Regions from separate parts of the Macaca mulatta genome. Here region 1 is linked to region 2. A link is a contact called in public Hi-C data. All regions are on one chromosome and are shown on one strand. Each heading gives the region's core, a stretch centred on a gene start, on an enhancer-like site or on the middle of the called end of the contact. The rest is flanking DNA. Distances are from core to core; before and after follow the strand shown. Region 1 holds the start of TMEM87B (transmembrane protein 87B). Region 2 holds the start of BCL2L11 (BCL2 like 11).

The links. Hi-C and Micro-C count contacts between places; a contact is called where the count stands out from the background.
Region 1: a Hi-C map of fetal cortex germinal zone shows a contact between it and region 2, with 3 times the contacts expected there. The contact joins the promoter of TMEM87B here to the promoter of BCL2L11 in region 2. A contact is called at or near these places in 3 of 14 Hi-C or Micro-C datasets (CD4 T cells, fetal cortex germinal zone and fetal cortical plate).

Annotation. Positions count from the first base shown.
Region 1 is chr13:22,190,372-22,195,476 of T2T-MMU8v2.0, reverse strand. It overlaps TMEM87B (transmembrane protein 87B), which reads right to left and starts at 1,884. Exons shown (of 17, transcript XM_077959008.1): 1 at 1,439-1,884. The coding sequence starts at 1,606.
Region 2 is chr13:21,229,554-21,234,684 of T2T-MMU8v2.0, reverse strand. It overlaps BCL2L11 (BCL2 like 11), which reads right to left and starts at 2,887. Exons shown (of 4, transcript XM_077958993.1): 1 at 2,661-2,887. It overlaps LOC144333642 (acyl-coenzyme A oxidase-like protein), which reads right to left. Exons shown (of 6, transcript XM_077958760.1): 5 at 4,467-4,607; 6 at 4,267-4,465. The coding sequence ends at 4,406.

The DNA.
Region 1 (5,105 bases), core at 635-3,134, 960 kb before region 2:
AAGCGCTTTTAGACTTCTAGTGGCCCAGGGTCGCACAGGAGTAAAATGAGCCCAAAGATCATGCAGCACTCAAGGAGCAAACTTCTATTCCTCATACAGGAAGAAGTACACTTGGCAAAGATCTTTGCAGGTATGTTCAAAGTACACTTGGCAAAGATCTATACAGATATGTTCAAGTAATCTAACAACACGCATGCGGCTGAGTCACTTCCAATATAGTTATATTGACTATTCACTATCGTCACAGCAGGAAGCCATGAGAGTAGTTCCCTGAGTTCTACTTTTTCCCGTCCAGGAAATTAAATAATGGAGATGTGCAGACTATATAACTGGCACACAAATTAGGTCACCAATCCAGAAGAATCCTGGAGGAAATGGCCGCAATAGGTCTTAATATACCTATGAAATATACACGCTGGGTATATTTCTGGGTATAAGAAATATACCCAGCGTGTTCCTCTGAATAGCTTTGCTGTTGTGGGAAGTATTTGTAGTCTTTGGAACTACTTTCTTTTTCTGGTTAAGGAAATCAAAATATAAGTCCATGCATGTGGAAAATACCCATCCCAAACAGTGCTGGATTGGTCATCTGACCCCAGAGAAGCCGGAGATAATGCCTCTTCCAGACTTCCTGTCTCTCTTTTGCAAGACTTTCCATAATTCTGCCCCTGTATCTCTCCCACATCATCTCCTCTAATTACTGGATGCCAAGTTTTCTAATAGCCTGCCTTGGAAAGAAGAGTTTCCGCCCACTCATGCCTCCAGATTCGCCTTTCAAGCACTCCCTAATAACTAGTCCCGCCCCACCTACACACACACACACACACACACACACACACACACACACACACACACACACACACACCCGGAACTGTGATAGGAACTGTAGAGAAATTCAGGAACTCAAGAAGAGAGAAAGAGAGAGAGGGTGACTACTGCACGTTTCCTCCTCATTTAAATTTTTTTTTTTTTTAAAGGAAGCGGCAGACGCGCTAAGTTTATGCAGAAACTGAAGCGCTGGCAAGTCCTCCCTGCGGCCTCAGGGGTGTGGCCCACTGTGGCTGCATCCGGACAGGAAGAGTCGAATCCCAAAGATGCTGCTAGATGTGCAGAGATTCCTGATCCAGCCAAAACATGTCAGAGCAAAATGACGGCCACGGCGTCGGGAATGGTGACCTTCAGTAACAGTCCGAGCGCTCGGACCGGAGGGCCGTCCCATGCGCAATTCTGACGGCTTTTCCCTGCAGCCTAGGTCGGGCCGGAGGAGGGGCCGCTCCCGGCTCCCCGCTCGTAACAGACAAAAGGCTCCGGGAGGGTATCAGGGGACCCGGTGCTGACCCGGCAGAGGCCAGGTGAACAAGCCCGGGGTCCAGCGAAGCCCCGCAACAGCCCTGAGGGCCCGAGACGTGCCACGCCTCGGTCCCGACACTCCACTTACGTCGTTGACTGTCTCTAACCAGAGCCCCAGCTCAGGGACCGCGCGCACAGCCGCCGGGGCCCAGCACAGAAGGCAGAGGGCGACGCGCAGCAGCGGGACCCGGGCGGGAAGGCAGCGGAGGCGGCGGCACGGCAGGGGCCCCGCTACGGCGCGGCAGGCGGCGACCATCTTGACCCGGAAGCTGCACCTGGCGCTCCGAGACGCCTGCCACACCCGCACCTGGTGCAGCACCGCCCCAGGCAGGCGGGTCCGAATCCGGGACGCGGGGCTTGGACTCGGGTGTGGAGGAGGGGCTTGGGCCTGGGCGGAGAGGCGCGGTGCAGTTCTGGCAAACCGGGCCAGGACCGGGAGGCAGGGCTTAGGGCTCTGAGCCGGGCCCAAGCGTGCAGCTGGGGGAAGCCTGCAAGGCAGAGATAGGAGCCAGGACGTGGAGTTGGCGCCGAGACGTGGAGGCAGGGCTCAGGGCCTGGCGTGAGCGTGAAGATGGAGGCGGAGCCAGAGGGTGGAAGGGAGGGCTGGCAGCCGGAGCGCGGAGGCGGGGCCGGGTAGGGAGGTGCCTCCGGAGTGTGGAGACAAGGCGGGGCTCGGGATGATCGGGGCGGGGCAGGGTGGAGGCAGGAGGGGAGGCTCGGGACCAGGTGGAGTGACGAGACAGAGCGGGGATGTAGGCGGGGCTCGGGCGTGTGAAGGCGGGGTGGGAGGCAGGGCTCGGGAGAGTGGAAAGCGGGGCGCGGTGGGAGGTGGGGCTCGGGGCCAGGCTGGGTGTGGGGACAGGGCGGGGTTGGAGGCGGGCTCCGGACTGGGGAGGCGGGGCGGGGCTCGGTACCAGGCCGGAGTGCTGAGACAGGGTGCCGCAGGAAGGAAGAGCTTGGGGCCAGGCCGAGCGTGGAGGCGGGGCCGTGTGGAGGCGTGGCGTGGGACAAGGCAGGAATTTGGAGGCAAGACTGGGCGGGGAGGCGGAGCCTGAGCATAAAAGCCGGGCTGGTCAAGGAGATGGGGTCGGAGTGGGGAGGTGGAGTTGAGGACCAGGCGGTAGTGTGGAGACGGGGCCGGACGAGGAGAAGGGCTTGGGGTTAGGCCGTAGTGGGGAGGCCAGGTTGGGCGAGGAAGCAGGGCTTAGAGCAAGCCCTAGTTCGGAGACTGGACTGGGCGGGGAGGCGTGTCCTAAATGTGGAGGCATGGCCTGAGTGAGGAGACGGGGGCCTGAATGGGGAGACGGGACCTGTCTGGTAGATGAGGCAGGGTGGGGAGGCGGGGCTGGGTTGGGGAGGTGGAGCCGGAATGGGGAGGCGGGGCTCGCCACCAGCGAGTGCAAGTGTCAAGGTCTTGAACTCGAATGCCTAGTAAGTGCTAAGGTTGGAGTGCAGTCTAGAGTTCTTTTGCCCGGGGTGTCTCCATTTCTTGCATTCTCTACACTTGCCCCTGCCTCGACCCTCTCAGCTCTATGGAAACCGTTCTTTAAATTTAGGGAATGTGCCAGGAAAGTGCTTTGAGGCCAAGGCCGGTTGAACACAAGGCATTGTGTTGTGAAGGTTAACGTTAATAGGACAGTTAATACTTTTCAGAACAAATAGTTACCTGACTGCTTAAAGCTCGGAGGGGTCAGGGCTTGGATCCGTCTTATTGTGTACCTTGCCTTGCATTTTCGACTGTAAGCTGAATACATGTTTTGCTGTCAAAGAGAATTAGTTCATTCATTATCAAATGTAAATAATATCCAACAGGGGAATAGAATCCTGTGCTAATATTGTTATTAACGTAGAATAAGATCGATTTATATAGTCAAAAGACCTTGGCTGCTTTACCAGTCATCAGTAATAATTGAGGACCTACTATATACACTAGAGATCGCATGTGCATCTTCCCAGCAAGCAATGTGATCAGTTCTGTTTAGGTCAGAATAACAGTGTAACAGGACAACAGGGGAACATCCACCAGAGATTTAGGAAGTGAGTCAGGGACAGAAGGAGAGAACAATACATGAAATTTAAGTTCTACAAGAAGAGTTAAGGGTGAGTTACCGGTGGGAGTGAGGGTTAAGTCTGAAGTTGTTTTAGTTATGAGAGAAATGGAGGAATGGAAAGATCTTCCAGATGACTGGATGTTGGTGTGAAACAGGGAGTGGCAAAGCTGGGAATATTTAAGCAGTACGGAAAATACAGGCATTCCTAAATTAAGTTAGGCAGATGGCCCCTTTAGTGTAAGAACACTGGAGAGGCAATGATGGTTGTTTTTTTTTTTTTTTTTTTTTTTTTTTTTTTTTTTTTTGAGACGGAGTCTCGCTCTGTTGCCCAGGCTGGAGTGCAGTGGCACCAACTCGGCTCACTGCAAGCTTCGCCTCCCGGGTTCAGGCCATTCTCCTGCCTCCGCCTCCAGAGTAGCTGGGACTACAGGCACCCGCCACCACGCCCGGCTAAATTTTTTACATTTTTTAGTAGAGACTGGGTTTCACCGTGTTAACCAGGATGGTCTCGATCTCCTGACCTCATGATCTGCCCGCGTCGGCCTCCCAAAGTGCTGGGATTACGGGCGTGAGCCACAGTGCCCGGCCGGTTTTTAAGTAAGGTTGAGCTAATCAGAAAGATCACGTTGGTTGTCAAATTGGGAAACAAGAGCATAGGAGAGCCAGGGTGACACCATTTTAAGAATAACTCCATCTTAAAACTAGTAAGGCACATTCTTGCCAGTCACTACCCATGGTCGTAAGATCTTTACGGCGGTCGGGCACACCTGTAATCCCAGCACTTTGGGAGGTCAAGGCAGGCGGATAGTTCGAGCTCAGGAGTTCGAGACCAGCCTGGACAACGTGGCGAAATCCTGTCTCTACACAAAATACAAAAAATTAGCCAGGTGTGTTTGCATGCCTGTGGTCCTGGCTACTCAGAGAAACTGAAGTGGGAGGATCACTTGGGCCTGGGAGGCGGAAGTTGCGGTGAGCCCTGCACTGCAGCCTGTGTGACAGAGCAGACCCTGTCACAAACAAAAAAAAAAAAAAAGAGAAAGCAAGAAAAGGAAAAAAAAAAAAAAAGGAAAATGAGGAAGGTTAGAATGAACCCTATAATACTGGCTTGCAACTGAAGGTATCAGTGTGAACTCATTTTTAAAATTTAGATTTATAAATAGATGTAAATTGTGTGTGTGTGTGTGTGTGTGTATTTATATTTTCTTGCACTGATTCCCAGGAGGACCTAGAAGCAGCGACACCCCAGTAGTAATTGGTACATCTAGCACCAGATCTTGCTTATAAATATCATTCTCCACTAAAATAAACCAGGGATCCTTGGAGAAGTGACTGAACCCAGGAATGGAATAGAGAAATTCATGATGAACTTGAGAATCTTGTTTTGCCAGAAAGTAAGGAAGTGGGTAAAAAATTATGAGGACATGTCAAGAAGGCATAGGAGCCAGTTTGAAGGAGCTGCCTCCCACTGACCAGATCTGGGACAATTTGGTCACCAAAATGATAGTAGTGGATTGTAACTCATTGACTCAAATAAGAATCCATGAGTCTATACTAACATAAATGAATACATGATTACATAAATAGGAAAGAAAGTCACTTTCTTACAGTTGGAAAACTAATAAATGCAGAAGGAATAACAAATTTAAAATATCACCATTTGGCAACTATCACAATTAAAATTGGTTCAGAAAGAATCATCAATTC
Region 2 (5,131 bases), core at 1,638-4,137:
CGGACCCGCAGGGCCATCGCCAGGCCCAGTCCTTCTCGCCACTTGTCCTTGTTTTGGCCCGTCGGGGGCAGACCCCAACGGCCGTCACCGCCCTGACTGCGGCAATTATTCTCCTCCAACAACTTCCTCTCTCTTTCTCCTGGTGCGCCGCAGACACGAGTCAAAGCCGAAGAGCCACCCCTGGCCACGGACGCGCACGTCCGCGACCATCGAGTAAATCCACATCCTCCGCCCTGGCGTCCGTCGGGCCCTCCACCAGCAGCGCCAACCCTGGGGCAACAGGTCCCAGAGGGCACGGCGCCGCTAGCCTGCACCACGAACCGGGTCGGGTGTGCTCGGGCACGCGTGAGCCGCTAAGATAGCCTGGCCCCAGGGACCGCGCAGGTTCTGCTGGCCGCGGCTAGTCCCCTGCGCGGTCCAGGTGGTCAGGGGAGGACCTAGATCTCTCGCTGTCAGTGGATCGTGTGGATGGCACTGTCCGCAAGACTCCTGCAGAGCAAGCAGGGGCCCCAGGTACGCTTGAGAAACCGAATGCAACAGCGGCCCCGAAACCTTGGCCTGAATGAGTAAAAGGAAAAGCCCTGTCTCGTCAGTTAAATCACCACCGCAGTTCCGCAAATCCTCCGCAACAGGCCCGCGCGCCCAAAAAAACCAAGACGCGAAACACGCTCTCACTGCGCGGCCGCTACCGTTGGGGCGCCGGAGCCGGCGGCGAGACTTTCCGGCTGGGCGCAAAGCCGGGTACTACGAGCCGGTCCTCAGCTCCCAGGCCGGTGCCGAAAAGCACGCGCTGCCTCTCCTCCTCCCCGGACGTGCGACCCTTCCCCAGGCCCGCGCGAAGCATCCCGGCCCAAGCCACTTGGCCAAGAGCCCGCAGGCTCCGCGCGAACGACCTTTCTCTAAAGAGAACCTGCCCGAGGGAACCCGACCCACATGGATCCCCACCTCCCGCCGGCGACAAGCGGGGCCGATGCTAGCGTCTCCGCTCGCACGTGCACGGGAAGCGGGCAGTAGGTGGTGGCGTTCGGGCTCCAGCGCTAGTCTTACATCGGTGCCAGGCCCGCACCGCGGGATTTGGAGGTATTTACCTTGCGTTTTTCAGTCCGAGAGTCAGAGTTAGACATTTGGGGGAACAAGGGCCAAGGGAAGGGCGCCGAGGCGGTGGCGGCGGGAACTCAGCAAACCGAATACCCCGATGATGCGATCGCAGTGTGGCAGGGTTCGCAGGGTGACTGCAAGAATCGACTGGTGGCAGTGGCGGCGGCGGCGGCGGCAGCGGGCTGGACGCAGACCTCCAACAAACTGCAGACCCGGCGGCGGCGCAGAGCGAAGTGAAACCTGCGCTGCCTTGCAGCCCAGCTCTGGCTGGCGGCCCCGCTCCTGCGCCCAATCACTGCGGACCCCGCCCCCGCTAGGTCCCGCCCCGGCGCGCGGGCTGGCAAGCTCCGCCTCCTCGGCGCCTAGGCCGCCGGCGCGTGCAGGCTCGGACAGGTAAAGGCGGGGGTGGCCCCGTTGGGTTGCCTCCCGCGCGCGCCGCCGTCCCTGGCGTGTTTACCGGAGTGACTCTGCCTGCTGGCGGCCATGTGCGCGCCCATCCCCCACCCCGAAGTGTACCCTGGCCTCCCGCTCACCTCCCCCAACCCTGTGGCGGCCGCGGCGTGCGCGGCACAGAGGGGGCGCTCCGGTCACAGCCTCCGCTGGCCGGGCCCGCTGTGGAAAGTCTCAGGAGGTGCCCTGCGCCCTCACTGTGCCCTGAGTTTCTAAGCCGCTCTGGGGCAGGCGCGGGGACTGGGTCGGTCGTCGGGAAGGCGCGGGGCGAGGTCTTTGAGCTCGCCCGCTCTGAGGGTCCCTGGCGCCGGGCGAGACGCGGATCAGCTGGCTGCGCATCTTCCTCGCCCCAGCCTCTCGCGGGACTCAGGCACGCCCCTCCTGCCACCCCGCAGGGGCTCTCCAGCTTTTCTTCCGCGCCCAGTCTCCCTAAGAGACAGAGCCCGTGGGGGCAGGACGTGCCCAGAAAATGGCCAGGCGCGGTCCCAGTGGGCGTCTTCACCGCCTCCTGGGTGAGGGCGGGAGGCATGTCAGCAGAGCAGGTAAAATAGGGAAATGAAAAAGGCACTCAGAAAAAAAAAAATCCTTTTAGGAAAAACAAACACAAAAAACCGAGGTGAGTGGCGGCCTCCAAGTGAGAGAACGTTGCGCACTACATTCGGCTAGGACCCCCAAGATTTGCTGGGCTCGCAGATTACCTCGTAGGAGCTGTCCCTGGACGGGATGAGGCCAGTGAAGGCAGAACGGCTGAGTTCGGGACGCGGTGTGGGAGCGCAAAATACCCTGTTCCTCCTCCCCGCGCGGTCCCCCCCCCACCCATTCCCTTTCCTCCTTGGAGTCGGCGGCACCACACTCTCTGCCTCCCAGGAGACCAAACTCCACGCCGCCTCTCCAGTCCTCAGAGTCTGCACCCGGCTCTGCTCTCCCAACGCGTGGCTGGTGCCCCCAACCCCGGCCCTCCTGTCTGCTCCTCGCGCGCCTCAGTTCCCCAGCCCTGGCTTCTAGATCACGGCAGCGGGGATGTGGGAGGTGGATCGGGAAATGGAGCATCCCGAAGGTGAGGTCAGGCTAGATGGATTAAGAAAACTCTGTAAAGGGACCACCCTACCCACCAGCGCAGCCAGCGGGGAGAAGGAAGGGGCCTTGTCGTAGAGCAGCAAGTGAGGAGGTGCTGTCCTGCCGTCCGGCCACTTGGATCAGTTTTTAAATTCATAAGCGCTTCTGTAACGTCAGTGGGACACAGCACAACCTCAGGCCAAAGTCTCAGCGCATTTTCGGGTGAATTCTGAGCGAGGTGCAGGAGGCCTTGCGTTCCCGGAGTCGCTGGAGGACGCGCGTCGGGCCCCGCCCAGTTATTTCGCTGCAAGAGGGAAAAGGCACGGGCGTGGACACGGCTAAGTAGACTCGGAGGCCAGAGATCTGTCCTAACGGGGCCTCGAAGTTCCTACTGCGGGCGAACTTTGCTCTTCGGCCGTCCGGCGTCGCAACTGGGGAGAAGCAACGCGACCTGCCGTTTGGGCTGAGAGCCTGAAGGTAGCCGAACGCCGCAATGCTCCGCGCTCCCCGCGGGGTCGGGCGACTCAGACAGGGACCGGAAAAGAACCACGCAGAAGAAAGCCCTATTTCTTGTCGTCTGTTCCTGTGCAGCCTTGCAGCCTTGCAGCTTCGCCGCCCCCGCGTCGCTCGCTCTCGCGACCCTGTGAACACTTTGAAAAACAAGAGAGTCGGGGGGAAGCAACGGGCTAAGTGCTCCTATTTGGGGCACTAAAAGGAAGCTGGCCAGAGGTGGCGGGTTCATATGTCCCCCGAGACCCAGGCCGCGTCAGGGGCCTCGAGCCCTTGCAGCCTTCTCCCGCGGCGTCGGGAGGTCCTCCCGGAACTGGGCCAGAGCGCAGAGAACGCAGAGACGGGCCCATGGGTTTTAGGTCACCTCCCTCGCAGTGGACGCGGGCAGAGCGGTGCCAAGAGACGTGGAGGGAGGGAGAAGGGAGGATGATTTGGACTGAAAGAAACAAGAATGAAGTCGGGCAGCTGGGATCTGAGAAATGGGAAATCCATGGCCCTTGCCCGGGACCACAGGCGGTGCCGTCGTCTCGCCTAGTTCCGAAATTGCCCAGGCCCGCCTCCCCGCCGTCTGCAAGCAGCGAGAATGACTTCCACATCGCTTAATTTCTTTATTAAACTTTTCACCTATGCTCTTCTAAAGGACAGATTACAGCGTCAGATGGTAAAAATGTTTTCCGCGCCTTGTCTTGCTGTACGGAAACCGCCGGCCTGGAAGGACATGCCGAGTTCTTGTTTTGCCGAGAGCAAAACTCTAGGCTCTCATTTCCTTCTCCCAGTCCGTGCGTTTCCTTACAGAGCCCCAGAGCGTCTGATTCACTGAAAAAGCATCACTTGCTGAACCGAACCTTTTTGCCCGCTCACGGAAAGAGTGGAGCTTTTTTCTTTTGTCTAAGAGTGTTTGCTTTTTTTTTTTTCTTTCACTCGGCACCACAGTTTTTCTAAATCACTGGGAATGTGAGTCACCGCTAACAGCAGGAGACCTTTGGCGGCACCCGGCTGTGGGGCGCGCTCGCAGCGGGGAGCCCACCCTGATTGTCTAGGGGATCGGGCACAGAAGTTGGGAGAGGTTGCAGTCAGGCCAGGCTGGATTTCAGGGAAAGGGCACAGAGATCCAGCGCACTAGGCGACCGTCTTGATCTGTTTTCTAGCAGCCAGCGGCGCGCCTCGCCAGCCTCGGCGGGACCTTCGCTTTGCCACCAAAATCCCCCCGGCCTCGGCCACAGCTCCGGGCGTCAGTGGAGCGAGCGTCGTGGCAGCTGCAGGCGGGTCACCACACTTCCCGCCACACCCGTTAGAGCTTGGCTCCCAGCTTGGGCCGCTGGGAGCGCGCCCCTTCCCGTGGCAGCGGCTGGCAGCGGTGCAGGGTAGAAAGCCCACGCGAACCGCGGGTTGGAGATTCCGGCGATTGGTGCGTGGAGGTTGGTGTGTGGAATGTTAAAGGCGGGGATCACCCTCAGGGCATCATCCTTCACCGAGTCGCACACATCCAGCAACTGCAAAACACGACACAATGGGACAGGTCAGATGTTGGCACACTTACAAGCCGTTAGTGCCAGCGGCTTTCCGCCCACCCCCAAGCACCCGCACACACAGCGGCCCCGGAAACTAGTTTCCCTTTGGATTCTCCTGTGGAAACTGTTGGCCATGAATAACCCTCGGAAGCCTTTTTTATTTTAGACATTCCCAACTCTGACACCTAGCCTAGTGGAAACCCAGGCTTTTTCTGTAAGGGGGTGGGCGTGGACGTGGGGGCGGCTTTGCCCCCAAATTAGCCGGGAACTCGAGACCAAGGTCTGAGAATTTATTAATGTTCCCTCCTTGGTCCTTCCCTCCCTAGTCCTTCCCTCCGCTCCTCTCTCTTTTCCTCCTCTGCCGTCCCCACCTCTCCACCTCTGGAGTGCCTGGGGTGCCACCCTCTGGCGCGCAGAGGCAACTGAACAGGAAGAGTCTCAGAACAGGTGAACCAGTAGAGACCTGCTCCAGTCTCCCCAGACTAGCGCCTTCGGACCTGGCTGGC